5 separate regions of the Sus scrofa genome follow, and all the other regions are linked to region 4. Evidence: chromatin contacts called from public Hi-C and HiChIP or PLAC-seq data. All regions are on one chromosome and are shown on one strand. Each heading gives the region's core, a stretch centred on a gene start, on an enhancer-like site or on the middle of the called end of the contact. The rest is flanking DNA. Distances are from core to core; before and after follow the strand shown. Region 1 holds the start of SKP1 (S-phase kinase-associated protein 1). Region 2 holds the start of SEC24A (SEC24 homolog A, COPII coat complex component). Region 3 overlaps JADE2 (protein Jade-2). Region 4 holds the start of UBE2B (ubiquitin conjugating enzyme E2 B). Region 5 has its middle 35 kb from the start of SAR1B.

What was found. A called contact is a pair of places that touch in the nucleus more often than the background predicts. HiChIP or PLAC-seq counts read pairs in DNA pulled down with a chosen protein or histone mark.
Region 1: a contact with region 4 is called in an H3K27ac HiChIP or PLAC-seq map of alveolar macrophages. The contact joins the promoter of SKP1 here to the promoter of UBE2B in region 4. A contact is called at or near these places in 2 of 5 promoter capture datasets (fetal liver and liver), 6 of 47 Hi-C or Micro-C datasets (blood, embryonic fibroblasts, heart right ventricle and 2 more) and 1 of 2 datasets of contacts at active chromatin or transcription factors (alveolar macrophages).
Region 2: a contact with region 4 is called in a Hi-C map of skeletal muscle, with 7 times the contacts expected there. The contact joins the promoter of SEC24A here to the promoter of UBE2B in region 4. A contact is called at or near these places in 1 of 5 promoter capture datasets (liver), 5 of 47 Hi-C or Micro-C datasets (embryonic fibroblasts, heart right ventricle, liver and 1 more) and 2 of 2 datasets of contacts at active chromatin or transcription factors (alveolar macrophages and skeletal muscle).
Region 3: a Hi-C map of skeletal muscle shows a contact between it and region 4, with 3 times the contacts expected there. The contact joins the enhancer-like site here to the promoter of UBE2B in region 4. A contact is called at or near these places in 2 of 5 promoter capture datasets (fetal liver and skeletal muscle), 4 of 47 Hi-C or Micro-C datasets (heart right ventricle, liver and skeletal muscle) and 2 of 2 datasets of contacts at active chromatin or transcription factors (alveolar macrophages and skeletal muscle).
Region 5: an H3K27ac HiChIP or PLAC-seq map of skeletal muscle shows a contact between it and region 4. The contact joins the enhancer-like site here to the promoter of UBE2B in region 4. A contact is called at or near these places in 5 of 5 promoter capture datasets (fetal liver, fetal skeletal muscle, liver and 1 more), 5 of 47 Hi-C or Micro-C datasets (alveolar macrophages, heart right ventricle, liver and 1 more) and 2 of 2 datasets of contacts at active chromatin or transcription factors (alveolar macrophages and skeletal muscle).

The regions. Positions count from the first base shown.
Region 1 is chr2:136,475,004-136,477,703 of Sscrofa11.1, reverse strand. It overlaps SKP1 (S-phase kinase-associated protein 1), which reads left to right and starts at 1,340. Exons shown (of 6, transcript XM_021084761.1): 1 at 1,340-1,795.
Region 2 is chr2:136,882,655-136,885,354 of Sscrofa11.1, reverse strand. It overlaps SEC24A (SEC24 homolog A, COPII coat complex component), which reads right to left and starts at 1,305. Exons shown (of 23, transcript NM_001243924.1): 1 at 888-1,305. The coding sequence starts at 1,125.
Region 3 is chr2:136,803,551-136,806,250 of Sscrofa11.1, reverse strand. JADE2 (protein Jade-2) reads right to left here. Exons shown (of 19, transcript XM_021084773.1): 11 at 2,226-2,383. Among named protein-coding and RNA genes, the nearest start is that of SAR1B, 69 kb to the left of the region's middle. Within about 2 kb of position 1,365, at least 8 of the 83 cell types and tissues checked have an H3K27ac peak or open chromatin away from gene starts, as enhancers often do. A contact at or near this core is called in skeletal muscle, where this site is marked.
Region 4 is chr2:136,651,386-136,654,085 of Sscrofa11.1, reverse strand. UBE2B (ubiquitin conjugating enzyme E2 B) reads right to left here and starts at 1,271. Exons shown (of 6, transcript NM_001257356.1): 1 at 1,135-1,271. The coding sequence starts at 1,178.
Region 5 is chr2:136,837,454-136,840,284 of Sscrofa11.1, reverse strand. It overlaps a transcript of SEC24A not described here. Among named protein-coding and RNA genes, the nearest start is that of SAR1B, 35 kb to the left of the region's middle. Within about 2 kb of position 1,339, at least 30 of the 83 cell types and tissues checked have an H3K27ac peak or open chromatin away from gene starts, as enhancers often do. A contact at or near this core is called in fetal liver, fetal skeletal muscle and skeletal muscle, where this site is marked.

The DNA.
Region 1 (2,700 bases), core at 91-2,590, 180 kb after region 4:
ACACCTTCCTAATGCCAGGCCCTGTGCCAGATCCTCCAGCTAGACGTGTAATCTGGCACTGCCCAGTCCTGCTTAGGATGCTCAACTAGGCTACAAGGTGGCCCTTATATGCCACAGGCAGGGGAGCAAAGGGGATCTAGTGGGCCTTAACTAAGAGACCAGAAGCTGGAGCTGCTTAGGGCAGGGCAGGCTTGTGGAGAAAAAGTCTGAGAGCTGTAGGTCCTTTCATCTTCCCGACATCAGCTGTGGCACCTGGCAGACACTGGATACCACAGCTTGGAGACAAAGACCTGGTAACCCAAGGAGCTGCTTGGTCTCCCTGCCCAGTCCCATCTCAGAAGAGCTGCAGGCTTCTGATTTCTTTAGGGGGCCCTGTGTGGAAGTGTCCTTTGTCTCCTTGGCGTCAGGAATACCATCACGTGCCTGCTGGTTAGGTGAGCCTGGCGCCTTAGTCTCCTCCAGAGGGGTGGCATTGTTCTCTAAACAGAGCAGGGTAGAGCAGGTCAAAGTCCCTGACTGGAGAGGGTGGGAGTGGGAATTTGCAGACTAACCCCTTTCCCTTGAGGGTTGGTTTCATCTTAGGGACCCTAACACAGCCTTTAGGGAGCATCCCACACAAGGGCTCTCTGCAGGCTGGACTCTGGCTGCCTCGTTCGCTGCCGAATTCCTAGCACCCATCACCTCGCCCTCCCCCCACCCAATACACTTTTGCTAACTTGGGGTTTCCCTGAAACAGTGGTTACTTTGGATTGGAGGCCTCTTCAGAAGTCGATAGGAAATCAGAGTTGAGAGTATCAAACAATCCTTGCTCTGCCACTGAACCGTTTTGAACCTGTTCCCTCACAAGTCAAAGAGAAAAGGGTAATGGTATTTCTTCTTCTTTTTTTTTTTTTGTCTTTTTGTCTTTCTAGGGCCGCACCCAAGGCATACGGAGGTTCCCTGGCTAGGGGTCGAATCGGAGCTGTAGCCACCGGCCTACACCAGAGCCACAACGTGGGATCCGAGTCGCGACTGTGACCTACACCACAGCTCATGGCCACTCCAAATCCTTAACCCACTGAGCGAGGCCAGGGATCGAACCCGAAACCTCATGGTTTCTAGTCGGATTCGTTAACCACTGAGCCACGAGGGGAACTCCTGATATTTCTTCTTATGCATTATTGTGGAGAGTGAGCTAACTCATGTAGGGTTCAGGGGAGGACACTGAGGCCCTGAGCAAAATCTCACAGCGCTGGCTGCAAAGATCAGCGCCCTTTCTTTCTCAGAGTCCCAGTTTCCCCATCATGAAAAGGAGCTGCAGCCCCTCCCAAACACCACCCCTAACACAGACGCCTCTCCCTCCCCACTCCGCCCCTCTCTCCCCGCTACTCCCCGCGCTCTCCCTCCCGGCCCCTCGCTCCAGGTTTCTAGGCTTTTCGGGACTGGGGTCTTTAATTCGACTTAGGCCAGCTCCCGCCTGAAAGACCCTTGCAGGCCGTGGAGTATCTGAGCCAGTCCCCCGTTTCCGCTTTGAGGGGAGTGAGCGCCGCTTTCGAGGGAAGGGGTGAGACTCAAGGCCCGCCGCGCCTCGCCCCGCCGGTCTGCGCCTGCCGTCAGGCGATCTCGGCGGCCAGCCCTGCCGTCTCTGTGACGTCACGGGCCCCGGGGTCCTCGGCGCCTGCGCCCGCTGCTATAAAGGCGACGCCGCGCCACTCGGTTGAAGTCGCCTTGTGCGTCGCTTTTCTGTCTCTCCGGTTGCGGACACCGCCCTTCTCTCGTCAGCCTCCGGCCCGCCATCTCCTTGAGCCCAAACACCGTGAGTACCCGCCGCCTGAGCTGAAAGGGGGCGGTGGCGCCGCAGATTGCGAGCCGCGGGCCGCCCCGCTGCGGCTTTGGCCTTGCTCGAAACGGCAGGCACCTGGGCCTGGCCTTCCCTCAGGCCCGGTGAAAGCCGTCGTCGACCCCATTCTCCCGGAGGTGCCATTCACCTCCCACACCGCCCCTCGACTTGCCGAGGCCTCTTTTAGCCGCTAGTCTTCACCGCGCCCAGGCGGGCGGGAGGGAGAAGGTGTGAGCGGAACCGGGATTGGGCCTTCTCTGCGCGGGGCGACCCTCAGCCGTCGCGGAGCAAGGCTGCAGGCCCAGGCTGCGGCCGGGGCCTCCCTCGGCGGTTGAGCCCATCGGCCCCGGGAAGCCAGGGCGAGGGTGGTGGCGGGGCTTTTAATGGACTTCTCTGGGTCGTCGTGAGCATGGGCGTTTGTCCGTTTGTTGTTCGGGTGTCCCAGAGGAAGCGTGGTAGGGTCGTCCCGCAGCTGGATTCTTGGCTCTCAGTCTTTCTCGCCCCTGTGTCTGGCGTCACTCGTCCTGGTTAACTGCGCCGGAGCCGAATTTCGGCAGAGAGCTGCCTGCTCCTTCGGAATATTTGTCGCCCATTATTTTGCCACAGCCCGCGGTTGTTGAAGCAATTGTTGGAGTAGCAGGTGCCATCGCCACAGTGGTTTGGCTTTTAGGTGCACCAACTCCGTAAACTTACTAAGAGGTTTTCGAAGGGATAGGATGTTCACCTGCTTTGGTTTGCTTTTTAATGGAGACTAAAGGTTGGAGTTTGGGCTCATGAATGTTTTCATGAGAGCGTCACAGCAGAATGTTTGTGTGTCATAGAGCAACGCAGATTTCACTTTGCCCTATAAGAAGAAGTGTCAGAACTTCGGGTCACTTAAA
Region 2 (2,700 bases), core at 56-2,555, 230 kb before region 4:
TAGATTCCAACGGGCAATTAAGCATTTTAGAATTATTCTACTACTTGTTTCCAAGAACCAAAGTTTTACAAGTAAACTAGTGACTTGGCAAACTGTTGGCAGAAAACGTCTTATATAATAATAGCAATTATAGCAAACTTAGTAAATCACAATATAGGACAATTCAAAGAATCCTAGAAGGGGTACACAATTAGAAGACAGCCTCATACCCAATGAAAAATTATAGTGCCACATGCACACTCTGGTCAGAGGTTCAGAGACGTGTACAACCGCTTCCCCAGTGATCTAAAGACCTCTGGAAATTGAACAGATCCTCCCCTTAACTTAGTTGTTTCGAAGCTGAAAACCACAACAGGTGGCCTAACTACAATTCGGGGAAGGTTCAGGGAGAGATGAGCGGGCCCTAAAGAGGTCTCCCCAAAACATGCACTCACTCGTTCATCTCCGCCAATTCACACTGAGTATGACGCCCACCCCACTGCGGAACTGGAATGAATCAAACCCCAAATCCTGCTCTCTACGAGACGTGAGTGAGGCGGCGCGGAGGGGAAAGGCACATAAACAGACACTATGAGCCTTGGATGCGAATTGTGAGGTACGGCCCGCCTCCGTATTCCTCACTCACGTAAACCCTGGACGTTACATACAGCAAGGGCTCAACAACTGTCTGCTGAACGAATGAATAAATAATGAAAAACGAAACACTAAGACGAGCCGCGGTCTCCGTGGCGGGGCCTCGCACCCTGAGCCGCTCCCGACCCCGGCAGAGAGGTCACCCTCCCCTCCTCGGTCGCCTCAGGCGGCGGCAGCAACCAAAGGTCAACTCGAGCCGGGGGCCCGAACTTGGTCGTCCTCCCGCCCCCACGCCCCCTCTGAGCGGCACTTACCGTTGCTGTAATGAGACCCCGAGGCTGGGGCGGCCCCGTTCTGGGCCTGGAGGCCCGTGGGGGCGGCGCCGGAGGCCGGTATCCCGGGCTGGGACATGACGACGGTGTTCGTCGGGACTGGAAGGGGCTGGTCGGGGTCTGCGACAGCGCCAAGCCGACCCGAAAGACCACTGCTGGAAGCGGAGGGAGGGGGCCAACGACTTAGGGCTGGTGCAGGGAGAGAGAGCCGGAGGCGCATAAAGCCCTAGGCATGGCGCCACAGTCTCCCCAGCCCGCCGGCGGCCATGGCCTGGCCTGGGTGCTGAGGCTCGAGAGTCGTGCCGGCCGGGCCGGGAACGCCGGGCTGGGAGGAAGCAGCCGAGCGGAGAGAGACCGAGGGAGGCCCCAGCCGGAACTGCCTGTCAGCCGCCGGCCGCGCAGGCGCAATCGGGACACGTGGCACTTCCGGCTCCGGCCTCTCCCCCCTCCGCCGCCGCTGTCGCCGCCGGTGAGCTCTTCTCTCCCTGTGGGGCTGCCCAGAAGCCACCTGACTGCTCCGGGTGTCCCGGCCCGAAGGACCGTGCTTGGCCGCGCCTGCCACGTCACTGATTCTCACCAGCGACCGGAAGTGGCGTGTCACCGATACGGAAATCCCCACCGCGTGAACGTCATCTCGCCGGCACTGCCGGGATCCAAGCGCAATCCCGGCTTCAGTGGCAGCTTTCAAGGGGTGGGATGGACAGTTCCTCTTCTCTAGTTTTTGTGAAGATGAGCTGAGACGACAGACATCATCATCCCCTGCTGAGACTATACCTCGGATAGCTGGACCGATTAATGTTCGTCGCAGTATTTCATATTTCGTCATATTACAGGTGTAAATTGTAAGGAAATTTTTTAAAGGGGTGGTTAATTATGCACATATGGTAAAAGTAATCAAATCCAAGAGGAGGCCTTTGCTTTTTGACCGGAGGATTCAGAAGTAATTTTAGTTTTCAAATTCGCTGATTCATAGCATAGTCACCCCAAATCTCATTAACATCTTATTTAAATGGCAGTTTTAGTTCCTCTTCTAAGAGTTTACAGTAAGGTGCAACAAACTGCCTTTTCAGGCAACGAGGGTTTTTTTTTTTTTTTTTTGGCAAGTTGACTTTTTACTTCTGAGGCCAAAGGGAGGTAGAAACTGGAGTAATTAGACAACATAGTTAACTAATGATCTCAATCCTCATCTTAGCCACCTTCATTATACTTAGGTTTTCCTGTTCTGAGCTGATTGATAAAGCGCTTCTTGAAACAACAGATTTGTACTGTTGATTAAAATGTCATGCCTAGGGTGCCAAAACCTGAGAAAGGTGAAATACATCTTATTTAATTCATTTGCAATCAAATGCCTGCTATGAAATGTTATATTACATACAAAAAAGAGTAAGAACTAAACTGCTAAGGCCTGAAAAAGGAACAGTAATAATTCAAATAACTATTACCCTTTATCCTTTTTCTGTCACCTGTCTCAGATGTGTAAAAATGTGTTTGCTGTGTGTGAAACTGAAAAATCAAACTCCTTGTACAAGATACAAGTACGAAGTCTTCTTTGGGATGAAGATGATAATTTTCATCCAACTGTTTTCAGCTGAGAGCCCCTATAACAAAATCCCAAATCATATATCCCAAGAACACCTGAAAACAGACAAAAACACAAGCCTCTCAGTGGCTTAAACAGAAAATCCTCAGAACTGAACCTCCCTGAGGTCAGACTGAAAAATCAGTATTGCTCTTCAAAAGAGCAGATCCTTATACCTGGTCTCAAACTTGCATTGGTTTAATTCTCTTTATTTTC
Region 3 (2,700 bases), core at 116-2,615, 150 kb before region 4:
CGAGGGCTGGGGCAGGGGTGCGGTGGGGACGGGGGACGGACGCACTGGGCACGAGAGGGGGATGGGGGGGCAGCTGGGGGAGGGCAGTCAGAGTCAGCATGCCAAGGTGATCAGCGCACAAGACTCTCTTCAGGCCACCGAGGGGCACCCCAGGGCCTGTTCCTGTGGCCTGTGACTTCCTGGCCCAGCCCACAAGGCCCTGGCGGTCATGCAGGGAATTCCCCAGAATTTCCCAACTTCCTCATCTGTTAAATGGGGACAGTAAGATGCCCTTCCGAGGCCTGATATGGTAATTAAATGTGAAGATGAGTCTGGCAGGCTCAGCACAGCCAGTTCTCAGGAACAGAGTTCCTATAACAGCTCTAACCATGGTGGCTGCCGTGCTGGCTTCCAGATGAGGGCTGTGCAGTGGCAGGTGTCCTGGGCGATGTGGGGACCAGGCTGGAGGGAGACAGGGGAAGAAGGGGCCCTGAGATCTCCACCAGAGCATCCCTCCCTGCCCTCCCCCTCAGCCTATCCCCTCCAAAGACCATGGACAGGCCAGGAGTGCCTGGCTCTTCTCAGCCTACAGCAGCCATGTGCACATGGCTGGAGCCAGAGCTGTCAGAACAGATGCAACACTGGCTGCCACTGGTGTTGAGGCATCTGCAGTTGATCACCCAGGCCGGCCAATGTCTCTGGGATCTCCCAGCCTTCAAGGAGAGAAGGGCCTGATCCGCACGCATGTCTCTCTGCCCAGCTAGTGACCCGCCCCTCTGCCTCGTTGTCCTGGGCCCTGGGCATGAGAATTCTCATTTATCCCTCAGCACCACAGCCTTGGACTGTGTACTGTTATCAGCCCCGTTTTGCAGAGGAGGGAACGGGCTCAGAGAGGCCGGTAACAGCCCCTCAGTTTACAGAGGTGAGAGTGAGAAACCCGCCAAGAGTCTGACCCCCCCCTTTTTGGTCCTGGGCAGGAGAGGCAGAGAATAAATTCTTCTTCCAAATCTTGCACATACTCTCACCCAGGGAGGTGCTTCCCTGATTCTAGAAGGGTGGAAGACAAGAGCTGGTGGGCACTCTGCCCCCAGGCACCAGGAGGACGAGCACTGCCCAATACCCAGTCCTCACCGAGCGCCGAGTAGGGCTTAGCGTCTGCTTCGCCTCTGTACTCCCATGCCCAGCACAGGCCTGGCACCAGGCAGGCACTGGGCGTCTGTGAGCCAGTCATCAGTGTGGCTGCCAGGAAGCAAAGTGCCAATGTCAAGGGAGGTGACGGCCGAGATCTTCGCCCAAGGCCTGGTCAAAATGGGCCTAAGCGAGAGCCATGGGGCTGCCAAGGCTGGGAATAAACTGCCAGTAACACGAGCTGCCCGGCCCAGGCGGGCCAGTGGGCAGGGGAGGCTGGGACAGCAGGCCCCTCTGTCCCGAGACATGACCTGGAGCATCTCCCAGGGTGCGGAAAGAAGCACTTGGCTAAGCTCTGCCAACGGAGGCAAGGCCCGTGGCCAGGAGGCCACCTCCCGACAGGAGCACCAGGGGTGTCTCTGACCTACAAGACCGGAAGGCTACAAAGCCCGGAGAGGACTCACTGGTGCCCCAGCCCTGACCCAGCCTGGCAGGGGGCCTCCTCAGAGGCTGGTCTTAGCAACCGCTTCCTGAGCATCTGATGTGTGTGCCAGGCACTTGACTTCCTCCTGCTAAGAACTCCTTAAAAGGTTTAACAAGTCCAGAGCATGGCTTATCTCCGTCTTAAGGACTAGTTAAAAGCCTGGAGACTTCCCTGATACGATCCTCCGGTGGGACCTAGTTTGGATCGACAGCAAGCTAAGTCCACGTCCATTTTCACTGAGCGCTGGCGTGTGCCAGGTCCTACGCCCAGGGCCTTCCCTGCGTCGTCTCCCTATGTCATCTTGACCACTGCATGGCGCCAGGTTTCTGTTATCACTCCCATTTCACAGACAAGGAAACTGAGGCCCAGGGAGACTACATTTCTAGCCCAACGTCCCATTGAATGTGAGCAGCCCTTTGAATCCAGGCTGTCTGGCTCCAGAGCTGAGCGTGAGCCCAAGCCCTTAGCCTCCGAGGTACACCACCAGCTTTTTAGGACCAAAGAAACAAAAACAAAAGCCTGAGGATATCCTAGAAAGTAAAGGCAATCTCAGGACTGGTAGGGTCCTTGACTGGCCCTAGCCTCCCCCTTCCTCCCCTGCCTGCGGTCCCCCGGCCTGGACCGCCCAGCTCACCTGACCACAGGCTCCGGAATGGCCTCTGCCCCAGCGGGCACCTGCACGCCTTTCTCCCATTCCTGTCGCCACGGGTCTGCCAGGATGTAGTAGTCATCCGGGCTGAGCTGGTAGGAGTCTGGGATCTTCATGGCTGTGATCAGGTCTGTCCGGAAAACCTGTCAGGAGCACGGGAGGGAGAGAACGGCCTCAGCGCGCCTCACGGTGGGCTGCTCCGCAGGCCAGCACGCGAGAAGGCGAAGGCAACTCCAGGGGGCCTCCTGCCCCCTCACTCAAAGATACGACCACACGAAAGCAGGAAGGATAATAACGCAGCTTCTCTGAACCCAGCACAGGGCTTCGTATACAGAAGATCTTCAATCAATGTGCCGGGGGTTCCTGCTGTGGCTCAGCACGTTAAGACCCTGACAGTGTCCGTGAGGACTAGGGTTCAATCCCTGGTATCGCTCAGTGGGTGAAGGATCCAGCATCGCCT
Region 4 (2,700 bases), core at 22-2,521:
CAGATGACCATGGATATGCTGCCTGAGAGCCGTCCACTAAAGATAAAGGCTAAATTACAAATACATTCAATGATAAACTGGCCAAAGCCCCAAACAATGGCTTCCAAGGGCCTCACCTAAGGGTTTACAATGGTTGAGAGGTTACTTCCTGAATGACTAAGTTTTTACACTAAATATTTTGTCTCGATCGGGGTGGGTCTCCCAGAAACCCACTTAAAAATGTGCAGAGGAGGGCAATGCTAAGTCTTCTCTTTTTCTCCCCCTACCTCCAGGTATTGAATTAAAGGCAACAAAACTGAAGTCACTTCCTCCTCACTCATGCCAACACCTCCTTACACAACCCTGTTTTACAAAAGGAGGCCCAGGGAGTATCAGGTTAGCGCCAGACTCAAGGAAGGCATTTTTCCAGACTTTGAGGCTATAGATAGGGCTTTATACACCAGGCCACAGAGCTGAGTTCCAGAAGGCACTGGCAGCCGCCGTTGCCAGCCCTGAGTCCCAGGTCTCTACGCCAGTTCTCAAGGTCTTTTCAGGCGAGCGGGGAAGAGTCGGGTTTCAGAGGACGGGATAACAACCTCCGGCCCTCGCGCATCAGATCCCACCCTCGCTGAAGAATGGCAGGGGGTGTGTGTGTCTGCGTGAGCGTGTGGCGGGGGTGGGGGGGTGGGGGGGCAAGGTGGTCGCCCCAACCCTGGCCCTCGGAGGAGACCGCAGGCTCATCCAACAAAGCCAACTAGTGCAGCTACCGGGGGAAAGGTTTCTCAAGCGCTCGCTTTTAGGGCAGTGAGGGGGCACCACAAAGTGCAGCAGTGGGTGATGAGGTTTGGACGCCAGGGTGAGGCATCAGGCAACTGGCCCAAGTGGACAACAAGGAATCCTAGGACAGCCAAAGCCATCTTCTTACTTCTTCCGGGGGGAGGGGAGTGGTGAGGGGATATCGAAATTTCTTACGTCGAAGGAGTGAACAAGCAAGGCTGACGGACTGCGAACAGGGGCTAGGACTGGGCTTCCGTCAATCCCGGAGGGCCCACAGCGGCCCTCTTAGGGTCATGAGGGGAAGGTGTCCCGGATCCCCGCCCTGCAACCCCGCAGCTTGGGGAGGAGCCGTCATCCGGTGAAGATGAAGGCCCTTACCGCTTGAAATCTCGCATAAGTCTCCTCCGGGCCGGGGTCGACATGCTCCCCAGCTGCCCCGCGGTCAGTCCGAAAGAAAAGAGTCCCGCACAGCCCCCCCACCCCCCGGCGCGGCGGCCGAATCACTGTGGGTCACCGCCGCCGCCGAGGCTGCACAAACAACCCTGCAATGACGTCTCCCTCCGCCGCCTCCAGATCCCTCCGCCCTCCGCCGGTACCATGAAGTGAGGGGTTGGGGAGAAAGGGGTGGGAGGTAGGAGAGCTCTTTATGGGAGCCCTTCAGTAGGGACCCTATCCATTTTGGTTTCCTTAACTAGTCGACCAGTTATTGTGCTCTGTGCTCCGACTGGAGATTGTAGATCAGGAGATACTGAAACCGAAACACCAACTCGTATCCCCCTCTTTCACTAGCTTAGGCTCGACCGGGTGGGGAGAGAGGGACGTATCCGGGACCAGAGATTTCAGGGAAAGGAGGTGGGATGACGCAAGATCACGTGACTACCGGCGGCGTTGTCAACAATCCACCCCTGAGGGGGAGGGGACGAAGTATCTAGAACCACGTGTCCCTATGACGTGATTAGAACGGGTCACGTGAGAGCGTCGCCGGGATCTGAGTTTTAGCCAGGTTTTTGAACCGGGTGGTTAAATTGACGGGGCTCAGGGTGGATATACACCTTTATTACTTATGTCTCTGGTTTCTCTCATTAACAGCAATCAATGATGTGTCGGAAGCACTAGTTTGTTGTGTTTCTTAACTCTCTAAAACAGAGCCCCAAATAATTTGGATATCCCCACTGGTTGATTCAATGGCTTATCAAATATGGTATGTGGGGGAAGAGTGAAGGGACCTCCTTTTTTCTCATTGTTGAATGCTCAGGCTCCTAGCAAGTAAAATCCCTTGAAATGCTTCCTTAGGACCACCAAAATAGTCTGCATATACACTGCAGTGGGTTTCCAGGATTGGAAATTCTGGGCAGAGATAAAAGAACGGGTGTACAGGGTTTCCCGGGTGGTGGAGTGGTTAAGGACTCAGCACTCTCATTGCTGTGGCTCCGGACCTTGGCGTGCCGCAGGGGTGGTCAAAAAAAAAAAAATAGTGTACAGATTGTCTAATGTTGGTTTATAATCACTGTGGAATTACAGAATTTTGTTTTCCTTTATGGGTGTGCTCTCATGTGAGGATTTGTGTCACAGTCCATGGATTTAGCTAACATGGAGTATGGTTTTATTTGTCAAGAAATGTAGGGATTTGATCTCAAGAGTTTATCCATTTGTAGTTGGTGTCAAAGAAATCTAAAAGTATGATCAGATCTGGGGGATACTGCAGACATGGATGGGAGATTGTATCTAGAGACTGGGTAACTTATTTCACGTTTTTTTAGTGTAGCAAGTACGTGGCCTGAAACGTCCTCCACTATGGGACTCAGTGATGTTGACCATTGGGATTCAGAGATTACTTCAAGTCATTGAGTTCTCTTCCTCTGTTGCCTCAGTGCTCAGTCAGAGCTTTTGGTATGAACTCTGAACTCTTTTAATGCATTTGGGTAATTCTTCAGCCCAGTGTGT
Region 5 (2,831 bases), core at 90-2,589, 190 kb before region 4:
GGTGTAGGCTGGCAGCTGCAGCTCCGATTCAACCCCTAGCCTGGGAACCTCCACATGTCACCGGTGTGGCCCTAAAAAGCCAAAAAAAAAAAAAAAAGGAAAAGCCTCCAAACACCGTTTCTAGAAAGGGGGCACCAGAGCCAAATCTTGAGGAGTACAGGCTGCTTAGTGGGGGAGGAGTGAGGAAGGACAGTCTCAGCAGAGGCCTGGGAGCGAAGGGGATGCTGTGACGGGGGCAGGTCGAGTGCAGAGCCTGCAGAGGTTGCAGAGGTGCCTTCGGGGAGTATCAGGAGGAGCCGGGAGGGGAGCGGAGGAGGAGAGCACAAGGCCTGAGGGAGGAGGAGCCACGCACTGAGCTGCTCTTGCCCATCTTTTTTTTTTTTTTTTTTTTTTTTTTTTTTTTTTTTTTTTTGCCATTTCTTGAGCTGCACCCGAGGCTCCCAGGCTAGGATTCGGATCAGAGCTGTAGCCGCTGACCTACACCACAGCTCACAGCAATGCCAGATCCTTAACCCACTGAGCAAGGTCAGGGATCAAACCTACAACCTCATGGTTCCTAGTTGGATTCGTTAACCACTGAGCCACAACGGGAACTCCTTGCCCATCTTTCGACCTGCTCCTCACCTGTCGTGACAAGGAGCTACTTTGAGCCCCGGCTCCAAGACCAACATTTTATTGATGTGCGACCATGTTTTCCAACCCAAGATAGAAGCCTGGGATCCACCAGGACAGCCTGCTCCCGGGGCCAAGAGATCAGGATCTGGACACGCCTTTTTTTTTTTTTTTTTGTACCCACGGCATATGGAGGTTCCCAGGCTAGGGGTCTAATTGGAGCTGCAGCTGCGGGTCTACACACCACAGCGACAGCCACGCCAAATCCGAGCCACATCTGCGACCTACACCACAGCTCATGGCAGCAAACCTGCGACCTCATAAACAGTAGTCAGATTCCTTTCCACTGAGCCACAGTGGGAACTCAGACACTCTGTTTGTAGTTGGGACCATCTGGATAGATACGTGTCCTTCTCAGGATGCCATCCTGACTGTAGCGCATGTGCCCCAGAACGTGGGGCGCTGATGAGGAGGGAGATGCAGGTTTCAGGTCAAACTAACACACAGGCTGAAGCTCTTGACACAGCAGGTGTCACCAAGCTACAGGGTGGGGGCTGCAGGCTCACTGGGGATAACTGCTGGGAGGGGGCGTTGAGGCTGCATCTGTCCCTCTCTGACGTGCCAGCCCCCCCAAACCTCTTCCCTGGGACTGGCTTTGCCTGCCCCTTGTAAGGCCGTCCCATTCATCAAGCAGTAGATGTGGCTTGGGAGCGGGGGAGGGGCACACCCTGCCTCCTAATCCCCTAGGAATGTCCTCGGGACTTGAAATGTCTCCTAAGTCACACAGCCCAAGGGCTGCCCATGAACAGTGGACTGGACTTGACCTCTGTGGCTCTGGGGCTTAGGACAGCCTGTGAACAGAAACATCAAGTTTCAGGGCGACAAGAGCAGGTGAAGAACTTAAGAAGGACCTTTTAAATTCAACACAGAGGGCTTGGCGGTGAGTTGCTTATACAGTGACAGGCTCTCTGTCACCAGAGTGCAGAGGCTGTCCTGGAGAAGGTGGTGGCGAGATGAGCTCTCACCCCCCACCCCCCAACCCCCGAGGTCCTGTCACCCAGATGAGGCTCCTTAGATGAGGGCGGAGCAGGCACCGGGATTGATGGTGTAGGTTGGTGCTGCTCCCATAGCCTTTCTCAACCAGAAGGAAGTGCTCTGGGAGGGCAGAGGGGTCCCTAAGATTTGAGCATCCTCTCTGCTCCCCCTTGACACGAGCCTACTTACAGGTCTTCGGATGGACAAGGCAGCTAAGAGGCCACCCCCCCGCCCCCCTGCCCCGCAGCTCCTTCCCGAGCCCCCTCGGCTTCCTTCCCTAAGCTGATGAGTTTAACTACTAGGACTGGCAAGTGGGAAGCCATGCTTTGTATGCCAAGCACCTGTCACCAGAACCAGGCAGCCACCCAGCGCCCCAAAATAGCCGTTCAAAATCTCCACAGCTGAAGGTTTATTTTGCTGAGTCACTTTTCCCCCTTGGCTTTTGCAAGCCCGGGTGCTCTTCTGAGTTTCATGTTGATCACAACATGCAGTCCTTGGCAATGGAATGTTCCTTCTTTGCGAGGGGGGTGGGCAGGAGGAATTCGGCTACCTCCAGGCTCCTGGGTTACACGGTTTCAGGTGTCCGGGAAGGCCATCCGGGAAGCCCGAATGGGGGAAGGTGGCTATTTCTCAGGCCCAGGCAGACACAGGCTTCCCGGATGGGCACCGGGTGCTTAGGCAGCCCTGCCCCAGCCCCAACCCGGGGCACCCATGGGGCCAGTGCCCACCCTGCCCCACGCTGCAGTGCGTGGGTCTGGCTGGACGAGGGGAGGCCCCTGAGAATCCGTAAACAACAGGGCTGCGCCGGCTCTGATTCCAGGAAGAGGGGGTTAGGGAGCAAGTCCCTCTTGCCTCAGGGCCTTGGGCCAGTGGGCCAGGGTCAGAGCGCCCCCTGCCTAAACTCCCCTTCAGTGGCTCCTCAGTCGGCTCCCCTCACATCCTTGCCCATTGTGGCCCTCCGCAGGAGCTGGGCCCAGCGGGAACTCGCCCCCTCATTTTTTTTTTTTTTTTGGTCTTTTTAGGGCCACACCCGGGGCATATGGAGGTTCCCTGGCCTGGGGTCGAATCAGAGCTGCAGCCGCTGGCCTATGCCACAAACACAGCAACTCGGATCTGAGCCTCGATCTACACCACAGCTCACAGAAAAGGTAGATCCTTAACCCACTGAGCGAGGCCAGGGATCG